Regions from separate parts of the Zea mays genome. Here region 1 is linked to region 2. A link is a contact called in public Hi-C data. All regions are on one chromosome and are shown on one strand. Each heading gives the region's core, a stretch centred on a gene start, on an enhancer-like site or on the middle of the called end of the contact. The rest is flanking DNA. Distances are from core to core; before and after follow the strand shown. Region 1 holds the start of LOC100280869 (cyclin-dependent kinases regulatory subunit). Region 2 holds the start of LOC103639558 (xyloglucan galactosyltransferase KATAMARI1 homolog).

Evidence for each region. Hi-C and Micro-C count contacts between places; a contact is called where the count stands out from the background.
Region 1: a Hi-C map of endosperm shows a contact between it and region 2, with 1.7 times the contacts expected there. The contact joins the promoter of LOC100280869 here to the promoter of LOC103639558 in region 2. A contact is called at or near these places in 2 of 25 Hi-C or Micro-C datasets (bundle sheath and endosperm).

What each region holds. Positions count from the first base shown.
Region 1 is chr9:158,828,430-158,835,154 of Zm-B73-REFERENCE-NAM-5.0, forward strand. It overlaps LOC100280869 (cyclin-dependent kinases regulatory subunit), which reads left to right and starts at 4,129. Exons shown (of 4, transcript NM_001153789.1): 1 at 4,129-4,295; 2 at 4,458-4,538; 3 at 4,636-4,696; 4 at 4,817-5,401. The coding sequence starts at 4,486. The coding sequence ends at 4,966.
Region 2 is chr9:158,646,469-158,652,919 of Zm-B73-REFERENCE-NAM-5.0, forward strand. It overlaps LOC103639558 (xyloglucan galactosyltransferase KATAMARI1 homolog), which reads left to right and starts at 1,732. Exons shown (of 1, transcript XM_008662293.4): 1 at 1,732-4,177. The coding sequence starts at 2,024. The coding sequence ends at 3,763.

The sequences.
Region 1 (6,725 bases), core at 2,879-5,378, 180 kb after region 2:
AGGCTTGCCTCAGAAGTATCAACGGATCATTCATTGTCTTGATTCCTAAGATTGAGAGTCCTATGAAGGTGGGGGATTACAGGCCAATTTCTCTTCTAAACAATAGTATGAAAATCTTAACGAAGCTACTGGCAAATCGTCTGCAACCGTTCATGCCCCGGCTAGTTCACAAGAATCAGTATGGTTTCATCAAGGGGAGGTCCATTCAAGACTGCTTGGCATGGGCCTTGGAATATATTCACCTTTGTCACTCCTCAAAAAAAGAGATCATTGTACTCAAGCTTGATTTCGAGAAAGCCTTTGACATGATTGAGCATGAGTTGATTATCCAGGTTCTTATCCACAAAGGTTTCAGCCCTAAGTGGATCAACTGGATCTGGAGCATTCTTCACTCTGGCACTTCCTCAGTGTTACTTAATGGAGTTCCTGGTAAGCCTTTTCATTGCAGGAGAGGGGTGAGGCAGGGCGACCCTCTTTCACCCCTGTTGTTTGTCCTGGCAGCCGACCTTCTTCAAAGCATCATCAATAAAGCTAGGATGCAGAATCTTCTCAAGCTACCATTGCCTGACATTGGTGAACAGGATTTCCCGATTATTCAATATGCAGACGACACTCTTCTGATTTTGGAAGCATGCCCTAAGCAACTTTTTTTCCTAAAGGCAATCCTCAACTCTTTTGCCTCTTCTACTGGTCTGAAGGTTAACTACAACAAGTCAAATATGTTCCCTATTAACGTGTCTCCGGATAAAATGGTGATCCTATCCAGTACCTTCAATTGTAAGATTGGCGAGATGCCATTCACCTATCTTGGCTTGCCTTTGGGCCTGGTGAGACCTAGAAAGGAACACTACTTACCTCTTATTCAAAGGATTCAGAGGAGGCTGTCTTGCTCTTCAAATTTTTTGTCCCAGGCTGGGCGCCTGGAATTGGTTAATTCGGTCTTCTCAGCCTTACCAATGTTCTTCATGTGCACGCTCAAGATTCCTAAAACCATCATTAAGGAAATTGATATTTTCAGAAAGCACTGCCTGTGGAGAGGAAATGACATCAACTCCAAGAGGCCACCTTTGATTGCTTGGAATTCGGTCACTCAAAGGAAAGTGAATGGTGGCCTGGGTGTTCTTCGATTAGAAACGCAGAACGAGACTCTTCTAATTAAATTTTTGCATAAATTTTTCAACCACAGCGACTTACCTTGGGTCCATCTGATCTGGAACAATTACTACCTTACTCGAGGTCTCCCTGGTAATAGAAGCGTTGGATCTTTCTGGTGGAAGAGCATTGTAAAGCTTCTGCCAAACTTCAAAGGACTGGCTACCCCCGTCATTGGCAATGGCAGATCAATTTCATTCTGGGATGATCAGTGGAGTCAGGGCATCCCGAGGCATATTTTCCCAGAGCTCTTCTCCTTTGCCAAGAACTCAAAAATGACTATCAAAGAGGTCAAGGATCAAGAGCAGTTTCATGATCTTTTTCATTTACCTGTCTCTGATCAAGCGTTTGGTCAATTTCTGGTACTCAAGGGGTCTTGGGAGCAAATTATTCTTAATAATGTTCATGACCGCTGGAAGTATATTTGAGGATCGGACAAATTCTCGTCCCAAAAAGCTTACAGATCTTTCATGGGCCAGATGCAGACTCATCCTATCTACAAACTAGTTTGGAAAAGTAAGTGTCAGCCTAAGCATAGAGTCTTCTATTGGCTGTGGCTTAAGAACAGGCTAAACACCAGAAATATGTTGAGAAGGAGAAACATGGAGCTAGATTCCTATTCTTGCGAAAACTGCCTTTGGCAAAGAGAGGAGACCCTTTATCATCTTTTCCTCAGATGCAACTTCGCGAAAGCCTGCTGGAACTCAATTGGCATTGCCCCACCCAGAATTTCCAACCCTGAAGAGGCATCTGTGAACCTCAAACACCAGCTCAACGTTCCCTTCTCTATGGAGATCATTATTCTTATGACTTGGAGCATCTGGAAAAGCCGAAACGAGTGGCTGTTTTCAAACAGAGATCCCTCCGTGCTCCGCTGTACTCAGGAATTTAGTAGAGAATTGCGACTAATCATTCACAGAGCACGGGGAGAATTCGACACCTCAATCCCGAACTGGCTAAATTTGTGGCAAATATAGAAATAGCTCTTCCTTTTTCTTTCTTTTTCTCTTCTTTTTATTGATTGTAAAAGGACCAGGGCCTAATCTTTAATTTTCGCTTTCTAATAAAATGCGCAGTAGGGGTTTCCCCCCTCTTGATCCTTCAAAAAAATCAAGGCTACATGAAACTGGTTCGCCATTATCGCTTCGTTGTTGTCCGTTGCAAGGATAGTAGTGGCGTAGATATAGAGAAACATTATTTGTTAGGCTAGTTTGGAAACATCGTTTCTCTAAAGAATTTCTATTTTTTCAAAAAAAAGTTTTATTTTTTCTTAGAAAAATAGGAATCACTTGAAAATAGTGTTCTTAAACTAGCCTTTAGCGTGTTTACTTCTCGTCACACTTGGTTAAGTTGGCTTCGTCCCAGGGTTTTCGAGAGAGTCGCAGTCGTAGCAGGGACGGAGCCAAGGGGGGCGAGCACCGGACAGGGGCCTTGCCAGTGCTCTCCCTAGTCCTCCCGTATTGTCCATATATTTATACACATACAATATGAAAGTTGAAATTTTATTTGTTCAAATCAAATTTCCCTATCCAAGTAAAAATTTCTCATATTTTTTAAGCAGCAAATTCGTCGTTAATAATAAAATCGATAAATTTTAGCCCAAAGCTGTCACACGATGAATTGATGATTCACCTTGAGTATACAACCATCTAAAGCCAAATACATTACGATCACTTACTGATTTGATAAAAAGCCTTGTCAAATTGTGTAAAAATTCCATGTATCAAATAGTTTACATATTGTTAAGGTTAATGGTCACCCTTCCAGTCTCAACTGCAACTACTAAGAGAGCTTTTTAGCTACAAAACTTATCAAAACACATCTACAAAATAAAATGAGAAATGATTTTATGTGAAGTTATTTGATCATCTATATTAATATATAATTGATAGCTATGATCAATTTGAAGCTTTTAATTTGGCCGATCATTGTAGAAGCTAATTATTTTGATCTCTGCCGGAGTTAATTAATATATAATTATATGGTACAAGTATTTTTTAATTAATCTATTACCTATGCTATACATAAATTAGTATACATATGTGTATATATCTCGCGATATTTTTTCACCTTATAGTATTAGATGAATTGGCCTGTCACTCCTATGCCGTAATCCTGGCTCTGCCCCTGTGAGTCGTAGCAGCATCCTTCCACTTGTATGCCGTAATCCTGGCTCCGCCTCTGTGAGTCGTAGCAACATCCTTCCACTTGTCACTTTCTTTGCATCATAACATGTAAAATTAAATTTTTTGCAGCCTTTCTGAATTCAGAAACTACACTAGCAGCCGCAGCCGCAGCCGCAGAAAAAAGACAGAAGCGGAGTGTATTTATTACTGCTTCTCTCTCACGCGCAGGAGCGGCTGCAAACGGGCTCGGCCCAACTGAATGTTTACAGAGTTTACTCATCAACTCTGATGGGCTTGGGCCTGGAGTCCGGACTGCTTTTCTTTTTCCTTCAAAATGTTAAGGCCTTCCCTGGCTGAAGCTTCCTGAGCAAGTTTTCGTTGCTTCCGCATGTGACGGGAAACAGATCAAGTGGAAACGTGAACGCCGCCTGCGGGCCGTCACGCACCCGGAAGATACTCCTTGCTGCTAACGGTAACAACAACCAAAAAAAAATCTGCTTCAAAAAGAACAGCGGCAGATGATTTCATTCCCATTTCAAATCTTAGAACCTACTAGTATGGTTTTAATTCGAACCAAATAAATATAAAGACCGGGCGGTCTCATGTGAAACCGCTGTTTCGCGTTCGTGCTACTATCCAACTCCAACAACGGTCGAATCGAAACTCGCGCCAAGCCGTGACTTCAAAATTTGAAACTCCCTCCTCCTCCTCCTCCGGTCCACGCGCTCGCTTCCCTCTAATTTGAAATGCAAATCCACCCCACCCACCCAACAACGGAACGGAAGTACGGAACCGTGTGATCCCGCAACATTCTACTTGCCCTACCCGCCCCGGCCCATCTCGCCCGTGCATCTGCGCACCGACGGCCGGGTCCCTGCTCTTCCTTTCGATCCATTTAAATATATACGCTCCCCATCCCTTCCCATCGCCCCCACACCGTCTCCTCCACAACACGCTCCTCACCTCGCGGCGACTCTTGCCAGGGCACTCCTCCGCGAAAGCCGCATCCGCTCCAAGGTACTACGAGCGTCGCCTCCCCTCTTCTCCCCACCCCCAACTCCTTCGGTTTCTCGTATTCTCCGCGACTCCGCGAAACGTGCCTCTGTGAATCGTGGATTTGTACTGGTTCCTGTTCGATCCGGTAGGTGGTTTGCTGAAAATCTTGGAATCTTTCTGTAGGGGAGTTGATCGAGAAGCGTTGGTGGACATGGGTCAGATCCAGTACTCCGAGAAGTACTTCGACGACACCTACGAGTACAGGTAAGGACGAAACCCTCGCCGCCACGATCTGCACCTTTCCCCGTCTCTTCGGTCTGCTTTGGGTGGCAAAACCCTAAACCCCTTTTTGTCCGCGTAGGCACGTCGTCCTCCCGCCCGAGGTCGCCAAGCTCCTCCCCAAGAACCGCCTCCTGTCCGAGGTAAACGCCTGCAGTTCCACCTGCATTTATGTTGATTGCGTTCTTGCCCTGTTGGTTTGGTTATCTGATGCCTGGATGAATTTTTTGGTGTGGGGATTTTTCCCCTTCTCTTCTTTGCAGAACGAGTGGCGCGCGATCGGAGTGCAGCAGAGCCGCGGGTGGGTGCACTACGCGATCCACCGCCCGGAGCCGCACATCATGCTGTTCCGCCGCCCGATCAACTACCAGCAGCAGCAGGAGGCGGCTGCCGCGCAGATGCTGGCCAAGTGAGCCCCCGGTGGCCAGGGCGGCGACCAGGAACGTTTAAAACCCTAACCCCCTTTCCATCTCTAAAAGGGGCGTCGCTGTTCTGTTGATCAATTCCTCTATGCTGTTAGTTGGAAACTTCGGGTGTAGTTGGTGGATTTGCTGGTGTGTGCCTTGTGTTCGTGGAAATTCCTGTGAAGGAACTGCCATGTGTTAGGCTGTTACCATGCCCATTTTCTTAATACTATGTGTTGACTGTGATCAAGATGGCACTCATGCAGGGATGATATTTAATCTGTTTGACGTGATCTTTGTAATGGTGTGATCTGGTTAGTAGCACTGATATCATGTTTAATCTGTTATGTGTGATGGTCAGTATGGTCATGGTGATTTTGCATGATGAGAATTGTTACCTAGTGATCTAAGTTTATGTCAAGTGAACATGCTGTTAGTTGGAAACATGGGATCTAGTTGGTCGACTTTTTGGTGGGTGCCTTATGTTCGTGGAAATTCTGTGAAGGAACTGCCATGTGTTAGGCTTTGTTACATTGCCATTTTCTTAACACTATTCGTTACTGTGTGATCAAGATGTCACCTGTATCGATGATATTTAATCTGTGCATGTGATATTTGTAATGGTGTGATCTGGTTAGTTTCGCTGATATCATGTTTAATCTGTTCTATGAGATGACCAGTATGTTTATGGTGATTCTGCATGATGAATAGATTACGAGGTGAGAATTGTGACCTAGTGATCTTAGTTTATCTCAAGAGAATGCAATTCAAACATGTTAATCTAGAAACCAGCTAGTGAAATTAGCCTGTAATATTGGCTATATGATACATATGCATATATATCTTAGACTTTCTCCAGCTCACTCTATCACACTTACTATTTTAAATTCTCTATGCAAACACTACATTGTAAAACCGTACTTTGCACGACCGTTTATACGGCCTGCTGAAGATAACTTTATGATGTGTAGTTTTTGGTAGCACCTAGTATGATAAGGCCTAGTTTAGTCTCATTTGGTCCCTAAATAGATTAAAAGAGACTAAATCATATTAATTTCATCTTTTACCCTTCAATTATTCTAGTTACACTAATGATGGGAGAATGTTAAGGGCATTTTAGTCTTTTATAAGTCATTTAATGCGTTTGGAATACATAAGCTCCTGTAACCAAACAGTATTGAGACTAAACTTTAGTCTCTCAGCTAAATTTTAGTCGCTGGATTAAAGAAACCAAACATGTCCTAAATGGAGGGTTTTTTTGTTTCTTTTTTCTTGTTGCTTTTTACTTTTGTCTCAAGTGTATATATCGTTTGTTGAGAAAGTTTGACCAAATGTGTAGAAAATATAATGGTTATATAATGCATACTTAGCATAATTATATTGATAATGGAATGTGTTTTTATAATAAACAACATTTGAGATTTACTATTTTTGGTGTTTAGAGAAGTACATATCTCAGATACTTACAATACGTCTTTTAGGCTATCTCCAACAGCCTATCTATCACACTTCTTATTTCACTCCATATTTTAAACTCCACTATGTAAACATACATTACAAAACAATGTTTTTCACGTCTGTTTGCATGGTCTACTCGAGTTAGACTCAAGATCTTGTCAATATGTCTTTTGAGATCATACCGAAGGAAACCTACATTAAGCTCTTTTGGTGCTACCCTAGCACTCTTGGGGCACAACGTCTTGAAAAGACATGCCTAGTTTTGGCCAAATTTGAAAGGCCAAACCCTAGAGCCCTTCAAGGTTCTCTC
Region 2 (6,451 bases), core at 482-2,981:
TCCTAGAGCGACTTCCAATCATGTATTTCATGCTTAGAGGTTATTTACCATTTTATGAGTGAAAGGGTTACAAAGAAGCTTCTTGAGATTGAATCTGTAGCCACTGTAGATTAGGTTACAGGTGGTTTCACTAAAGCTATTTTGGTGTGGCAGCTAGAAAACTTTAAGTAGTACAATGTGCACTTGGAAAAAATGTGATCGAAGTGGGCTATTTACATATTTTTTGGTCCAATCTCTTTCTTGTAGGATACACTTCATAGTAGGATAATTCAAAAATCAATTTTATAATATTTTGTATTATCTTAATACTACTACAGTCCTACCCATATGCTCTATCGTATAAAAAAGTGAACCCTGCATATATAAATACAAAGACAATGCTCTAGAAGAATGCAACGCTTTCGAATACAAGTATATACTGAAAGTTTCCCCAGCGATGAATACGAGTACTTATTTTCATGTGGATACATCGTCAATATCAAACTATTCGCTTCAGACTAACTAAAATCAGTTGTTCGGACTGTGATAACTATAATCTATATATACAAAAGACTGTAGAAACAATAGAAATTGCTTGCGATTAAAGTCAAACGAATAACAACGTTGATCGCCACGCTATTTTACAAGAAGAAACATGTCTTGGGTTGACGGACACTTTTGTCCCGTGGAACTTTGTCGTGTTTTGTGCAGAACGCCGAGGAGAAGAGTGATAGAGTATTGGCTGTTTCATCAGTCCAAAAACAACGAGATTGCGTATCTAATCTGGGCTCCAGCAGACCTGAACATTACGGGCTTAAAGTACTAGTACTCCGTACGTAACAACACGTCATCTGGCGCCCTTGGAACCCCAGCCCAAAGACAAACAATGCACGTGTGCAAGTTTCAAAACCTCTCCCGGTTTTACGTTTACGAGTCCCGACCGGGGTGTAAAAAAAAAGAGCAGGATGAGGCAGTGTCGGCAGAACGGAACCGTCCCCCGGCCCACATCCCCTTTTGGGCTTTGGCGTGTCGGTCGCCTGCCCTGCCGCCGCGTGCCTTTCGCGAACCTGTCTGTCCTTTGGATCCGTGTGTGTGTGTGTGTGTGACCGGCTCGCCGTTTTTGCCCCGCAGCTGGTTTGACGACCTCCTCAACAGAGTCAACAGGCGTAAGCCCATCGGCAACGATTGAGCGGCCAGTTGTTTTTTTGTAATCCTCACAGTCGTACATCGTAGTATGCCAAAGTACAGGACAGGATGTAGGTCGGCTAACGCCTAAAAATGATTCGTGCCGTGACATTTTAGTGCCCTTATTATTTACAATAAATTTCTAGGTCAACTGGAATTTGCAAATGTCTGGCTTCGAAATGTTCTTCAGTCTGTTGTCGCCACAACAAAAAAAAAAGTTCCTGTCCCCTGTTTCGAAAGGGCGGGCGTCAGTTTCCGGTGGCACAGGTCTCAGCAGCAAGAAGACACGATCTGCGTGCCACAGCTGTAGACCACCGGCAACGGCTCACGCCGGTGACCGGACTCGCCCGGGTAGTCACGACCCGTCACGCCGCGCCCGGGGGTCCCGGCGCACAGATTCGTTGCTTCCTTCCGTCATCTCCAGCGGCCACCGCGACATGCAAAGGCGGCCGCGGCTACGCGCACGCCACTACTGCTCCCACGTCCCGCCGCGCAAGCGAATAGCGAACACGGCCGTCCGCCACGTCTGGGTCTGGCCCCCGTCCCCGCCTCCAAATCCTAGAAAACGATACAAACAAATCCCACGCCGGCCGGACGCCGCCCGCGCTAATAGCCCTCCCTCCGCCAGTCCGTCGTCCGGAGCGCAAGCCTAACCAAAACCTCCCTTTTCCCCTCCGTTCCACTCCACCCCCACCCCCACCCGAACCCCACCTGCCCCGGTCTCGCGCGATCCGCCGATCCGGTTTCCGCGTCGCCAGCGCCCCCGTCCCGACCCCCCCGCCGTTGTTTCGTCGCCTTGTTGCCGTGTCGGTGCGGCGTTGCCTGGCTGGCGCGAGGGGGAGACGCGCGGAGGTCTCCCATGAGGCGGCGACCGGTGCTACCGTCCCACCACGACGACACGGACAAGGGCGGCGGGAAGCCGGCGCCGGCGCGCCTCTGTTTCCTCGCCACGCTCTGCGCCATGTTCTGGGTCCTCATCTTCTACTTCCACTTCGCCGTCCTCTCCGACGAGCCCGCCGCCGAGGCCCGCATTGCGCGCGCCCACACCCGCGTTCCCGAACAGGACGGCGCCGGCGCCGGCGCGTCCCGCGTCGACCTTCCCCGCGCAGAGGAGCCGGAGGACGAGCGCGCCGCCGGAGTCCGCCGGGAGGTGGCGCCGGCGTCGTACCCGTTCGAGCGGGCGCTCAGGACGGCGGAGAACAAGAGCGACCCCTGCGGCGGCCGGTACATCTACGTGCACCACCTGCCGCCGCGGTTCAACGAGGACATGCTCCGGGAGTGCGAGAAGCTCAGCGTCTGGACCAACATGTGCAGGTTCATCACCAACGACGGCCTCGGCCCGCCGCTGGGCAACGACGAGGGCGTGTTCTCCGAAACCGGATGGTACGGCACCAACCAGTTCTCCGTGGACGTCGTCTTCGGCAACAGGATGAAGCAGTACGAGTGCCTGACCGAGGACTCGTCCGTTGCCGCGGCCGTGTTCGTGCCGTTCTATGCCGGGTTTGACGTGGCGAGGTACCTCTGGGGCTATAACATCACGACGAGGGATGCCGCGTCGCTTGATTTGGTGGAGTGGCTGATGAAGAAGCCCGAGTGGAGCGTGATGGGTGGGCGGGACCATTTCCTCGTCGCGGGGAGGATCACTTGGGACTTCCGAAGGCTGACGGAGGAAGAGTCGGACTGGGGCAGCAAGCTGCTTTTCCTGCCGGCTGCAAGGAACATGTCGATGCTCGTGGTGGAGTCGAGCCCGTGGAACTCGAATGATTTTGGGATACCATATCCTACGTACTTCCACCCAGGCAAGGACGCCGAAGTTTTCCTTTGGCAGGATAGAATGAGGAGCCTGGAACGCCCGTGGCTCTTCTCGTTCGCAGGCGCTCCACGTCCTGGCGATCCCATGTCCATCAGAGGGCAGCTCATAGATCAGTGCAGGGTCTCGAGCGTTTGTAAGTTGTTGGAGTGTGACCTTGGGGAGAGCAAGTGCCACTCCCCGAGCACGGTCATGAAGATGTTCCAGAGTTCTTTGTTCTGCCTGCAGCCCCAGGGCGACTCCTACACGAGAAGATCTGCCTTCGACTCCATGTTGGCTGGCTGCATACCTGTTTTCTTCCATCCCGGTTCAGCGTACGTCCAGTATACATGGCATCTTCCAAAGAACTATACAAGGTACTCTCTGTTCATCCCTGAAGATGACATCCGATCTAGAAATGCCAGCATTGAGGAGAGGCTGAAGAGTGTCCACCCAGATGTGGTCAAGCAAATGAGAGAAGATGTCATCAACCTAATACCAAAGGTGATATACGCTGATCCAAGATCGAAACTAGAGACCTTGAAAGATGCATTCGATGTTTCCATAGAGGCGATCATCAACAAAGTGACAAAGCTGAGAAGAGATATCATCGCAGGACAGGAAGACAAAGGTTTTGTTGAGGAGAATAGCTGGAAGTATAGTCTGTTAGAAGACGGACAGCGGACAATTGGACCTCACGAGTGGGATCCATTCTTCTCAAAACCCAAAGATAAAGGTGGAGATTCTGGCGGTCCATCTGCTGAAGCTGCCAAGAATTCTTGGAAAAGTGAACAAAGAGGACATAATTGAACCATGAGCTTGCCATCTTTGAGATGAGACCAAGGGAGTAGAGTTAGCCATGCTCTCTGGAAGATGCTCTGATGCATGTACTTTGCAGTTTGCACATAGGAGAAGATCAAATAGCTATGGTGATCATGAACATCATTAATGGTCTATGTCACCCCTACAGACTACAGTAGTACGAAGCCACTCCACCAAAAACGCTTTTTTGGGGAAATTTGGAACACAGCCTTTACTCACCCCCTATAAATACCATTTTTTTCACACTGATTTTGCTGTTTTTGCTTAATAATCCTTTGTAAACCATTACAGGATTTAGAGGTGTATCAATTTTTGTTCTTGTATTACTTTGTTTGTTTTGCTCTGTTCAAACTTAAGAGCTATATGTTTTAGAATTTGTGGATATTACTAACAATTTGTTCACATGTTCAATATGTAATCCAAGAGGGACACATTTAGGCAAATTTTCTCGTACATATTGCAATTGTATACTTTAAAGAAATGTTTTGCAAAAATGGGATTTGAGATTACTCTGCTATATTTGTTCGTTTTTTATATGACTGTTTGTCTTTTTTTGGTCACTGGCGTAGCGACCTGCCCATTGCTCTCGGATTAATGATGTTGTGTTAGTTCTGTATGTACTGATGATCTGATGTTAGCTGGGACTGCAAGGTTTAAAGGGTGGGCCTTCAAGTAAGTTGGACCACGTTATCAATGTGTGTTCCTTCTCATGCCAGATCTATGTGACCATATGGGACCACGTCTCATCTGACACTATCTAATTGGGCTATCAACATTCAACAGCATATACCGGTGACGACAGTTATCCGATTGTCATGATTTCAACGGGTTTCACCAAGACGTCAGTTTAAACAAGCTTGGTATAACTATCTTCTGTGGAAACACATGATTACATATTTACATGCACATAGACTTTACCTCCTTAAGCACACTTAAAAGACTAGCTGATAGATCTTGAAATTGACGAGGACTAGTTTGAAAACGTAAATCCATGCCCCTTCATTTCCTAAGGTGAGTAGCCCCTTCGAGGCCTCCTTTGAAACAAGGGAAAAATGAAGGAATTTTAAAGGATTGAAACCCTATATTTTCTAGGGTGAGTAACCCTTTAGAGGCCTCCTTTGGAACATGAGAAAAATGAAGGAATTTCGAAAGATTAAAACCCTATAGAAAGTTTTCTTATGTTGTCCTTTAGAATAAAGGATTGAGCTACTATAAATCCTATAAAATTCTTATAGAATTGAGTATTATGGTGAGATTTTGGAGGATTTTTAATACGACGTTCAACCTCTTCAAAATTTTCCTATGAAATTAAAGGCGACATGCAACTCTAGTCCTACGTTTTTCTCATCCCTATGTTTTACTAATCCTACATTCTAAAGGAGGTCCTATGTTTTACAAATCCTCTGTTCCAAATGAGGCCTGAGTGACATTTGAATAAGAAATTTAGTTATTTGTGTCAGATTTCCCTCTCTGGGTTTAGCTCTAGTTGCTCCCAAACTAGACCCTATGGCTGAAATGCACTATACTATCGGTGCCGGTGGGCCGCATGTACTTGGCATGTAATGGTAAATGGTAATATTTCCAATATTCTCTTGGACATGGACCACCGACACCGGTAAGGGTTTGATAATTTTAATTATGATTCTCCGTTTGTTCATAGTGTCGCCGTATTTGCTCTTGGTTCGTGGGCAAATGTTGTCCTGCATGTTCTCCTGCTGAAGTTTGGCTTCATGAAAGCGGTGCATTGATCCGATGTCCGGGGCAGAAAATTTTGGCCCAAACAAGCAAGGCAAGCGGTGGTGTCACCTCAAAGCATAGGATCCAGCTGAGAACTGGCTGACGGCATAAAGCGTAAGGGGTTATTATCTATTGCATAATAGTTCTTGTAAGCCAATCAGTTTTGTCTTACCTTTGTTCAGTGCCATTGTGCCGAAGTCTGACAAAGCTAACCAAATCAAAATTAGGTTTAGTTAAGATCTTGCGGTCAATAGGCCAGTGGTTACTGTTGTCATCAACTGCATGGGAAGGAAAAAAAAAAGTAAAAATCAGTGCCATTGTCTACAGCGTGTTTTTTTTCCCAATCTGGGTTAGCAATAAGTTTTGAGAAAGAAAACATCATAGCTCGTATTTGGACTTTTGTTTCAGTTGGTCGTTTGTCTAAGTGTCTTGTTATGCTCAATAATATATATAGATCTAAAGCACTTTTCGGTATCTATTGTAAATTATGTTTTCATTAATTTTAGACACTATTTGGTTGGGTTTCTCTTTCTCCTTTAGCCACATGAAACCATTTCTAAAAGTTATTCTAAATCTTGCTCTCTAAATTATCATTTAGAGTCATTTACATAAAAAAATGATTGCTACATCTTTTAGCTCCATAGTATTTTTATACATTATTTTCACTCTAAAACCATTCTCGTTTTTATATTTGACTAGCGAGAAATATATAATGGAAGATAGTTAGATTTAGATAACCAATTAAAGAAATTGCTGCAGTTTTTTTTTACCAAAATCTCTATTCACAGTAAATAGAAAGGATATAGAGAGCCTCTTAGAGTTGCTCTTATATCATATACTCTAGTTAGTTCTTGATACAAAATAAGATTATAAGACATCAACTAGTCATGGTTCCTTGAACTTCAGAGTATTTGGATACTTCTTCCGGTTTTTTTCACA